Linked DNA regions of Canis lupus: region 1 is linked to region 2. A link is a contact called in public Hi-C data. All regions are on one chromosome and are shown on one strand. Each heading gives the region's core, a stretch centred on a gene start, on an enhancer-like site or on the middle of the called end of the contact. The rest is flanking DNA. Distances are from core to core; before and after follow the strand shown.

Region 1 (5,252 bases), core at 4-2,503, 730 kb after region 2:
ATAACGTGTTTCCAGACTTGCCTCCCTATTGTAGGCACACTTGCATGAGTGTACACATATGCACACGTGCGTTTTGATTAAGCCAGAATGAGGTACTTACTGTTCCTAGGAGATGTTCCATGGATCCCCACCGCTGTGCTATTATTCTCACCATTTCCCCACTTGGCCTACCCTTCCCCATAATGGACGTGGGTCTAATTCCCTCTCATCCTTCTCACCCCTCCCTCCTCCTTCCACCTTGGTCCTCCTTCCAAGCCCATAGAGAGCCCTGTCCATCTTGAACGCATAACCCCACTTGTCATCGACACCATCTATACAAACGTGGCATCCAGCCAACTGGCAAGTTAGCCAGAGCACGTGTTGTCATGCCCCTGTTGAAAAGCAGAAGCTGTGCCTAAGGAGGTAAAGAGATCTGTCGCCTCAGGTCTGCATGGCCATGGGTCGTTCCAGCAGAACTAGTCCTGGTCTCCAGCGCAGGCCTCCCCAGCTTCCCCTACAATGCCAGAGGCAGAGGAGCAGAGAGGGCTGGGGGGGTGGGGGGTGACATTCATGCTCCAAAGACCCTGAGGAGAAGCAGTGAATAACGGTTGGCTCCCCAGTCAGCCAGAAAAAATAGGGCACGCTCGGCTTCAGGAAGCATCCAGCACAGTGCCCTCCATGTGAGCAGCCACACCTAGCACCGAGGAGTGGGCCGCTTCCTAGAACAGCCCCCTTGCCCTGTGGTAGGAACACGAGGGGGCAGTATTTCTGGTTTCCCTGGAGGTAGGGCTGACTGAGGCAACTGCCGTCTTTGCCCGTTTCCTTGTTGTCACATTGACTCGGGGGAGTTCCGCACCACTGGTCAGACTGTGTAGGAAACAGTGGCCAGGCCTACAAGACAGGGCGCCTTTGTCCACAGCTGACACCCTGGCCCAGAGCCCAGCTCAGCTTCAGGGGAAGATTTAGGTCAGAGGAAAATGCGGGTGGGGGTGGCTGCAGCCTTAAAATCTGTTTTAGCACGAGATTAGGGAGCTGTTTCCCTCTTCCCACGGTCACACCCATGTCCCCTGGAGCAGGGAGCAGGGGAGGCCTGGCCTTACCTTAGTAATTACGACGGACTCTGAGGAGAAGCTATTGCTAGGCCTGATTAACTCTGCAGAGAAAGCTCTTTGGCAAATTCCCATCGTGCTAGCAAGTCCCCAGGCCGTTTTGTGAGGCTGTCACCGCTCTCCTCCAGTCAGCTCAAGTCAGAAAATCTTTACTTACCTCTTCTGAGCGTGCAGACCCATGTGGAGATGTGATGGGAGACAAGCTTCCAGTCAACAAGAGGTGGCCACAGAGCTGGGAAGAACTTCCAAAGAAATGAGCTTCAAGAGGCAACAAAAAAAGGGGGGCAGGGCGTTGTCCTGAGTCATTCAGAGTTTGAGGACTGTGTCTGCTTTATATTAAGTTCATTTTCTATGGCGTTTCAAGAAACTCTGCTCAAACAGGATTTACTAGGAGCAGCCCCCTCCTGACCTGCTGCCATTATTTTCTCTTTAAAGACATTTTCCCAAAAGCTCCTTTTCACAGGGATCACCCAAAGAACTCATCTTGAAGGCCAGTTCTTATCATTCGTGCATCTCTATGGGGTTAGCAAATAGGTTTCAGTTTCCTGCATCTTTTACAAAAAGGGGTCACCTGTGCAGGCCTGGCTTTTCTGGGCAGGCTGCAAGGCTTTTCTGCTGGCCTCGCCCACCATCTGCTGGATGAAAGTGGTACTGGTGCCAGGGAGAGGCCTCGCCTCCAACGGAGGCTTCTGGAGCAAACTTGAACCTCACCCAGGGGAGGGCCATGAAAAAAAAGAATCACTTTTAACTGCCAGTCATTGATTTCATGTGCTACAGCAGAGGTGCACTGAACGGTATACTTCGTAGCTGTTGTGTTTTCACCGTTTCCAGTGTGTCCTGCCTTACTCACCACTCAACAAGCACACAGCTGAGCACCTACTACGTGCCAGGTCGTGTTAGGTGCTGGGGCAGAGATGAGTCAGTCTCTGTCTGAAAGAAAGAAAAGAAAGAAAGAAAGAAAGAAAGAAAGAAAGAAAGAAAGAAAGAAAGAAAGAAAGAAAGAAAGAAAGAAAGAAAGAAAGAAAGAAAAAGAGAAAAAGGCCTGAGGTTCAGAAGTCCAGAAACATGTGAGAGCCCACAGTAACATGGCAATGTAATGAGTGTCACAAGGGAGACGTCCCACGTGCCACAAGATCTCAAAGGTGAAAATCTGCTTGGGGCAGACAGGGGGACATGGTCCCACGGGAACAGAGGAGATGAGGAGGTGACAGGTGGGGGTAAGCAGCCAAAGCAGAGGGCAAGAGAAGGCTCAGGCAAGTCTTGCCAAGAGTCCCACCACCGCCTTCCCTCCCCATCAAGCAAACCCTTCGCTGGGAACCTGGAGGGGCGGCTAGAGAAGGGCAGAGAAGGAGGGTTATGGGGTCTGCTTGAAAAGAATTTGTGGGGGATTCCCAGGTGGCTCAGAGGTTTAACACCTGCCTTCTGCCTGGGACCTGATCCTGGAGTCCCGGGATCAAGTCCCACATCAGGCACCCTGCATGGAGCCTGCATCTCCCTCTGCCTCTCTCTCTCATAAATAAATAAAATCTTTAAAAAAAAAAAAAAAAAGAAAGAAAGAAAGAAAGAAAAGAAAAAAAAGAAAAGAAAAGAAAAGAACTTGTGGGGGCTGTAGGGCCCCCAGCTCAGCCCGCAGGGGTGGTACACTGAGTGCTGTGGCCAAGAGGAAGGAGGACACCAGATGGGATCTCAGTTCGCCACTTCACAGCTGTGACATGGGCAGATCATTTAACTTCTGCGAGCCACCGTTTCTTCCCGCACAAACAGGGATAAGGACAATCCCTCCAGAGGGAAATGAAACGCAAAGCCCGCGGGCCCAGTGCAGGCCTGACACACACAGGCCGTCCTAAAGGGACGCCCAGGCCCTGCCTGCTGTGCGGCGCCCCATCACCGCGCCCAGAGGCCCCCACGCCCCCCAGGTTCCTGTCCACGATGTATTGCTCCCCACTTGATCTCCCTGGAGCGCAGATGTCCACAAAGCCAATGCTAAAGATCTGGGGTGCCATCAGGCGCTCTCTGGATCTGGATCCCCTTCCAAGGGCCCTGGGGGTCAGCTTTTCTGGGCGGCCTTTTGATGATCCCACAAAGGATGGGGATTCGGAATCTTGGAAAACCTCGTGGGCGGAAAGCCTCCCCGTGAGGACCGATGAGGACCACAAGGGGGCGGCATTGGCCAACAGGTGCTTCACGGCCTGGGTTACCCCGTTCCGCTGGCCGCGGGAGGGGGGATGCCGCTGCACAAAGGTGGAGAGGCCAGCTCTTTCCTGGAATAAGTTTATTCTATGTCAACTCTCATGAGATGGAAGGAGAGTGTCAGATGAAACGTTCGAGGAGGAGGCTTTTTTGAGGGCGACATCGATGTCAGGGGAGACTTTCCATCGCCTCTCTCAGCCACCCCGAAGGCCCGCTGGGGGCGGCTCTGATGGCAGGTGCACCTCCGCCCGCAAGCCCACCTGTCGTCCCGCGGGAACCACCGTGACAGCGAAGCAGGGCAGGCTTACCTGCCCCTGTTCTTACGCACAGAGGCTGCACTTTTGGAGGGTTTCTATGACTTGCCAGGGTCTTGGCTTAGCTAGTGGTACAGCTTGGGCCAGAGCCCCAGGATCCCTGTCACCAGAGCAGATCTTCCACCGCACTCCACGGGTCCCCTCCTCTGGCCCCAAATGAACGAATCAGAAGCTGTTACTAAGAGCCACTGCGACCAAGTCTGTAGAGTCTCCACAGAGCCCTCCCGCTCTGATGCAAACCCAGAATCTCAGCCTCAAGTGGGCTCTTCATTGGAATATCCCTCCCATCAAGAGCTCCAACCTGGTTCGAGAATAAGGACACCTATTTTCCGGCTTCTCCGGGTCACCACAGGCGGGCTTTGCTTGAACAAGCCCAGGGTATGAATGGCCATTGGATTTGCATTAATTACACACAGGAGGAAAGCAGTATGATGAAATTATGCACAAAATTCCTTTAAATAGCAAAGTTCCCACGCCCATCACCCTACTTCCCAAGCATTTAAAATAGAGTTACACGTACAAGAGTTCACTTTACACCCAGCTGTATGGAAATGCATCGACTGCTAATTTACCCACATCAAAGTAGAGGGGATCAAACGAGGAAAGTGGGGAGGAAGGGAGGCCTCTGGTTCTGCTGGGTGTGTGAAGGCGCAGCTCCTCAGCCCTCTGGCCTGCCTCCTGTTACACCGGCCAGCCTGGCCAGGGCCATGGGCTAAGCCAACTCCTGTTGACCCCCACCCCGTGAGCGCAGCAGTATGCCCTACCCCACCCAGCCTCTAACCTAGGGGGAGAGATGCAACAGGCACCAGGTCATCTTAACAGCAAGCAGCAGAGACACAAAGCACACAGTTTCACAAGTGGCAGTAGACGGGATGGATCCCCCAAAGGTTGGAGGGGGACGTTAATAGTTGGAGAGGAAGGAGAGAAAGTTTTGTGGGCTAAGGAAACTGCCAGCAATGAAGCTCCGAAGGCAGTCTCGGGGGTATCAGGGAACGTCAGGAAGCATTCCTGCTCTCTCCATCCTGATTATGTATTCCACCAAGGTAAGAGCTGCCTATGATGATCCTTGGTGTTCCCGTCCGCACCTAGCACTGGGTCAGGAGCCTGGAAGCAGTGCATTATTGTTTTGGGTGAACTTCTCAAAAGACAGGACATTCCCCCGAGGATCCTGAGACAAGTATGTTGAAAGGGAATTGAACTCCCAGTATACACACGCTGTGCCAGGGACCAATTTACTGCCTCTTGGCTACAAATCCAGCCTTCATTGCCCTGGTCCCCGAGCTGAAGCCAGAGCTTGTAAACATTCTCCTGTTTTGTCTGTAGAGGGCGCCAGAGAGACACCACAGGAGGAAGGTACACCTTCCTCTTTTGGACTCCTTCAGGCCCATCTGGTGACACTAAGCTTCTGGGAGTCTCAGGAGCACCTTAGGGGCAGCTTCACAACGAGCTGAGGTTCTCTCCAGTGACTTTCTGTTAAGTTCCACACCAGACCCTAGGCAGCTTCCTGGTGAGTTCTGTTGGCACCCATTGGAGAGCTTCCTGCTTCCCAGGCTTGCGCTGCTTGACCTTGGCCTTAGTAAACTTTTAGACTGTTGAGTGGCTCCAGCCAAACCCACTCCAGTGAGATCGGAATCTCAGCCTCAGAGGGGCATCTCGACCC
Region 2 (6,059 bases), core at 1,417-3,916:
TGACCACGTAAGGCATAACTTTCATATCCTGACTTTTTTTTTTTTAAAGATTTTATTTATTTATTCATGAGAGACACACAGAGGGAGAGAGAGAGAGGCAGAGACACAGGCAGAGGGAGGAGCAAGCTCCACGCAGGGAGTCCCATGTGGGACTGGATCCCCCGAACCTGGGATCACGACCTGAGCCAAAGGCGGATGCCCAACAACTGAGCCCACCTAGGCGTCCCACATCCCGACTTTTTAAGCGCAGAAGAGCTCTGCTGTCCTCAAGACTGCATTTTAGCACTGCCTCCCCAGCTGCCCCATCCTACGGGGCAGGCGGCAGGCGGCGGGAGACGACAGCATCGGGGAGGGCACTGGGAGAGGATCACCTTGGGGCTCCCTGATCATTTCTGCGACCGTGTGCCGCGCTGGGTACCCAGCTGCTTCGGGGGCCGGCCTCCTTCCTCGCCTTTAATCCTCTTTTTAAACCTTTAAGCCACAGGCAACGATAACCTTTTCCGCTGAGAAAAATGCAATGGAGGGATGGGTTTTACATTCTGGCCCACGCTCAGGGCCGCGCCAGATAAGTAAGCGCTCCGTGGGCCGGGCGCACGGGGGGCCGAGGCTCGCACCCTCGCAGCGCCCGGCCCCGCGCGCTCCACCTCCCCGCGCCCGGCCCCGCGGCGGCCGCAGCCAGGGCCGCGCCCAGGGCCTCCGGGCGCTCGTCCGCGGCCCCCGCGCGGGGCCGTCCCCCGCCCGGCCGCCTACCCCGGCCCCGGCTCCCCGCGGAGGAAATTCTTCCCCGGCAGCCCCGGGCTCGCCTCACGTGACCGGCCGCCGCGGCTGCCAGCGAGAGTTTAAAGGTTACGGAGGAAACTAGCGCGGCCGCGGCCGCTCGCCCCCCGCAGGGCGCGCCCCCCCCCCCCCCCAGCTCGGGCGGCCGCCGGCAGCGCGCCCCTCGGAGCCGCGTCCCCCGAAAGGGGCCCGGACGGGCTCCAGGGTGAATCTGCAGTCACTTCGTGGAACATAAACAAACGCGGACGCAGCCGAGGTCCTCTCCCAAGCTTTCACTTGTCAACAAGTTCCCGCGGCCCGGCAAGTCCAGGACGGGTCCAGGACGGGTCCCCCCGGGGCGACGGCGCCCCCGCCCCCCAAGCAGGGGGACGACCCTCCCCGCCTCCCCTCCCCCGCCGCGGGGGAGCCGAGCGCCCCGGGCCCGCGGGACGCACCGACGGGCCAGCACGCCCCAGCCCGGGGCCGGGGGGCTCCCGGGTCTCCTCCGCAGGCCGCCCCCCGCCCCCCGCCCCCGGGGTCTGCAGCCCGGCAGCCGGGCTCGGTCGCGGAGCCCCGGGGAGATGCGCGGGCCGCCGGCCTCGGGGCGGGGAGCGCAGACCCGGCGTCCGCAGCCCGCAGCCGCCCCCCCCCCCGCGGCGCCCGCCCCCCGGCCCCCGCCCGGCCCCCGCCCGCCGCCGCCACCCGGCCGGCTCGCCCTCTCCGCGGCGGCCTCTCCTCGGCTCACTTTTCCCGTATTGCTCCCCCAACAGGCAAAACTTTCTATTTCCCCAAACACAGGAGCGCGCGCGCGTGCACACACACACACACACACACACACACACACACACACTGACGTCTTTTGCGCATTTCCTGCATTAGAGGGAGGGAGACTGGCTCGCACACCGACGGAGGGAGAGGAGACCGCGGGGGAGCGCGGGCGGGCGGCGAGCGAGCGGCAGCCGAGAGCGGGGACGCGGGGAGCGCGGCGGGCGGGCGCCGGCGCCCGGGAGGTGGGGCCGCGCCGAGTCGCAGTCCCGGCCCCGCCGCCGCCGCCGCCGCCGCCGCCGCCGCCGCCGCCGCCGCGCTGCGCACCGCCCGGTGCCGGCCTGCGCCCCAGCCCGCGCGGCGGCCGTCCCGACCCCGACCCCGACCCCGAGCCCGACCCCGAGCCCGAGCCCGAGCCCGCGCGGGGCTGAGGTTCCGGGCTCCCGGCGCCTCCCGATCGCCGCTTCGCCTCGCCTCGCCTCGCCTCGCCTCGCCCCGGAGGAGGCGGCCGCGCCGGCCGTGCGGCTTGTGGATTCTTAAAAAAAAAACTGGCTCCGAGGAGGACCATTTCCTCTCGACATGCATCCCTCCGGATAGACTGAACATCCCTCGACCCACCCCCCGCCCCGCGCGGCCAGAGGCAGGCGCTGGGTGTGCGAAGAGGATCCGGGTTGAAATCTGCGCCCCCGGCTCTCGTCCCCGCCCCGTCCCACGCCCCCCTCCCCCTCCCGGAGTCGAAATTTCCCGGGGATTATGTTTCGGAAAGGTAGGTGAGCGCCGGGCGCGGCGCCCGCGTCCCCGCAGCCCGAGCCGGGAGCCAGCGAGGCGGCGCCACAGCCCCCGCGGCGCGCAGCGCGGCCGGCAGCTCGGTCCCCTCCGGGAGGCGCTGCGGGGGGCGGGGGGGAGAGGCTCGCTCCGCACGCGGACGTCCCCCGGCTCTCCCCCCCTCCCTGCTTTCCGTTAGGAACCCGGCGAGGAAATACATGCTCCCGCCGAGGACCGCCCGCGCCCGGGCGCAGCGCTCCCAGGTGTAGGGGGAGAGCGGGGTGGGGCGCAGGGGACCCTGCGAGCGCCGGGGCGTCGGCTCTTCACTCCTGCCCTCGGGGCGGACGGAGGGACCCCGGCCCCCGCTGCCCGCCCCGACCATGGTAGTGTTCAATGGCCTCCTTAAGATCAAAATCTGCGAGGCCGTGAGCTTGAAGCCCACAGCCTGGTCGCTGCGCCATGCGGTGGGACCCCGGCCGCAGACTTTCCTCCTCGACCCCTACATCGCCCTCAACGTGGACGACTCGCGCATCGGCCAGACGGCCACCAAGCAGAAGACCAACAGCCCGGCCTGGCACGACGAGTTCGTCACCGATGTGTGCAACGGGCGCAAGATCGAGCTGGCCGTCTTCCACGATGCCCCCATCGGCTACGACGACTTCGTGGCCAACTGCACCATCCAGTTCGAGGAGCTGCTGCAGAACGGGAGCCGGCACTTCGAGGACTGGGTGAGTCCGGGCGCCTCCCGGGCCAGGAGCCCAGCTCGGGGGGCCGCGGGGATGCGCCCACGGCCTTGGCACTGGTCACGGGGCGCCGAGACTTCTTGCCATCTGGGCTGTGTGTGTGCGTGCGTGTGTGTGTGTGTGTGTGTGATGTGTCTCAGCTGCCTTGGGGAAGCATACTCCATTTCGTCGTAGTTGAGAAGTAGGCACTGGAGCCACGGAGACCAGACTTGCAGAGAGAGTAAGGCCCTCTAGCCCCCTTCAGACAATGGGCGCTCCCGGGAGCTTGCAAGCTGCGAGAGCCCCCGGCCCTGGTGCCCAAGGTTGGCGGAGGAGCCGGCGCCTTCCGCAGGCGCGTGGTGGGCTGGCTGCGTGTGTGATTGTGTGTGGGTGGGTTCCTCCGTCCTTGGAGAGGCACGTGGAGCCCTGGACTGAAGGCTCCTTGCACGTCCTGGCTTTGTCCTGCGCAGCAGCGGAGCGAGGGAGCTGCTTTATTTTTCCCTCCGGGAGGAAGCTAGCTTGCTTCGTCGATTCTGTTGCACGGTGGTTAGCTCATCTTCTGACATACGGGGAGAAAAACGTGTTCCTCTCTAGGATCCCTCCTGCAGGGTCCCAGCAACATAAGCCAAGCTGGTTTTGCCCCCATGCATCGCCCATGCATCCAGAATGAGTGTTGTGTTTTAAAAATGGTGCTGCTTGCAAGAAACTGGAAGTCGGTCGGTGCCTTGAATCCTACTTCAAGTTATTCGATTTCCCTGTTTTGATTTTCAGGATACTGTGCAATGAGATACTACCGCTAAGTCTGACATTGACTTAATTGATGACACTGTCAAAATATTAGGGACTTGGGAATGGGCCTTCCTTGTCCAAGTACTGTAAACCAAAGGCGCTAAACCTTGGCACCCAAAGAAGCAGGGAGAACCACCCTTCTTTTAGCTCTTTTTGAAAGGAAGGTGTTAAATTAGGAAATGGATTTCGGTGTTTTCTGATTTGCTACGTGTTTCCAACAAGAGCAGGTGTGGCCCTGGGTACATATGTTTTCAGGTTTCTTCGCTCTACATGAAAAGAGGTATCTGGTCCTCATGGAGAAACATAGAGGAATCCCCTTATAATTATTGAAAACAGACCACTTCATGATTGTCCTAGGGTCAGAGGTCGCGTATGAACCACGTTGGCATGTCACCTTACATATTTTGTAAAAGGAAATGGAGTTTTAGACAAAAATAGGAAAAAGTCTCCTCTCGTTATGCTCACACTGTGATGTAGTCTGCCCCAAAACCATGGTTACGGGGCTTACAGGGAAGCCTCAACTAACCATACCGAGTACAGCCCTGGGAGATTTGTGGCTTACACTTTGGGGAGCAGAATTATGGAATTCCAAAGAACACAGTGCCATTGCACCCCATTCCATTCATCGATGCCCCTTCCTTCTACTGGCCCCCCACCACTGGAGTTCCCACTCACTCCTCATTTCCTTTCCATATATAGGCTCTTTGACTCAGGAAAAGTAGTGCCTCTCTGAGGGGGAGCTTAAGGGATGACCAGTTTCAGGGCCAGACCTTAACACTAAAAATTGTGGTTTTTAAGTTGTTTTAGAACAGGAAGAGGACAGAAAAAAAACACGGGTATAGTAGAGAGACCACGGGGCCTTTACCACGTATGCAGATGAGGAAGATAGAGTGGGGCAGAGAGAGCAGATGGGATGAACAGTAAGGTGGCTCTAGCCACAGAACGTATCTTGGTTGGAGGGAGAGGTGTCTATGTGTCTCTGGTGATGCTTTGCTGGGGCCTGCCCAGACCCTGCATGCATTAGGGCACCATCCCCACTTTTGAGCACTTGGAGTGAAGCATGCTGTGGGCACCGGCCTTGCCTTGTCATTATTCTCTAAGGTGCTCAGATTCATGTTGGACTTGGCCCTAGCCTGGATCACCTAGTGCAGAGGCATGTTTTAGAGACAAGGACATTGAGTGTCAGAGAAGCCAAGTGGGTACCCAAGGTCACATGCAAGCATGAGGGGACTGGAAGTAGAGCCCACACCTCCTATTGCCCATGGCTTGCCAGGGGGATGAGAACTGGGCCCCCCTGGCCCTCCCAGTCTGTTCCCTGCAGATTCATGTGCTGTGTCCCTGAGGTTTTCATTGTACACAGTAATTTAAAGTGCTTTCAAAATCATTTCTCTTTTGTCTCATAGCAAGTGTGAATTAGGTACAGCAGGTATTAGATTTAAACAAAACAAAACAAAACAAAAAAGAACAACTTGGAACTACAAAGAGGCCAAAGTCACAAGATGAATTGAGTAGTGGAGCTGGTTCTATTTGCTCACCTAGTGTTGGTTTCACTAAAAGATGCTGGGGGATGGAGGTGGGGGTGGAGGTAGGGGGCAGGGGAATTGGGGATGGGGGTGGCGATGCATCCGCAGAGGTGACTGGCCCTTGGAAATGGACAGGTTCACTTGGGCTGACAGAAATCACCTTTCCCATTCCTGTCACTGAGGGGACACCCACAGAATCATACCTTTGGGCAGCATTTCCCAGGCTCAGGGGCTCTGTGCTTTTTACCTGGCAGGGGTGAAGAGATACCCTTTCTCGGGTGTGGCTGAGAAATCTGGCCTGAAGTAAGGAGATGCAGAGGGCCTGGAGCAGCTGCTTCTCTCATTGATGCGGACCGTTTCATTCAACTGCCCCATGAATTCACGGGTACTCACCCAGTTCCTGTTTCGTGCTCAGACCCAAGCAGGGAAGTTTAGCACTCTAGGCAGCCCAGAGGTAAAAGAGATTGGGTGACTCTCAGGGGCCTTCCATTTCATTAGGGAAGTGCCACTAAATAGATACATGTAGACACTCAAGTAGCAGTTAGGCTCTAAATGAGTGGGACCATAAGGATGTTACATGAATTCAAAAAGGGCTGGAAGAAACTGGAGCGTTCCTGGAAAGAGGCATAAATTGGGCATGAGATGGTGGGTAACATTTAAAGAGATATTTGCAGGGATGCCTGGGTGGCTCAATGGTTGAGTGTCTGCCTTTGGCTCAGGTTGTGATCCCGGGGTCCTG

The links. Hi-C and Micro-C count contacts between places; a contact is called where the count stands out from the background.
Region 1: a contact with region 2 is called in a Hi-C map of skin fibroblasts, with 5 times the contacts expected there. The contact joins the enhancer-like site here to the promoter of PRKCE in region 2. A contact is called at or near these places in 2 of 9 Hi-C or Micro-C datasets (amygdala and skin fibroblasts).

Annotation. Positions count from the first base shown.
Region 1 is chr10:49,754,663-49,759,914 of UU_Cfam_GSD_1.0, forward strand. LOC111097737 (a long non-coding RNA gene) reads right to left here. Exons shown (of 3, transcript XR_005365872.1): 2 at 1,246-1,346. Among named protein-coding and RNA genes, the nearest start is that of TMEM247, 8.6 kb to the right of the region's middle. Within about 2 kb of position 1,254, at least 7 of the 20 cell types and tissues checked have an H3K27ac peak or open chromatin away from gene starts, as enhancers often do.
Region 2 is chr10:49,027,439-49,033,497 of UU_Cfam_GSD_1.0, forward strand. PRKCE (protein kinase C epsilon type) reads left to right here and starts at 2,667. Exons shown (of 15, transcript XM_038551201.1): 1 at 2,667-3,014. The coding sequence starts at 2,667.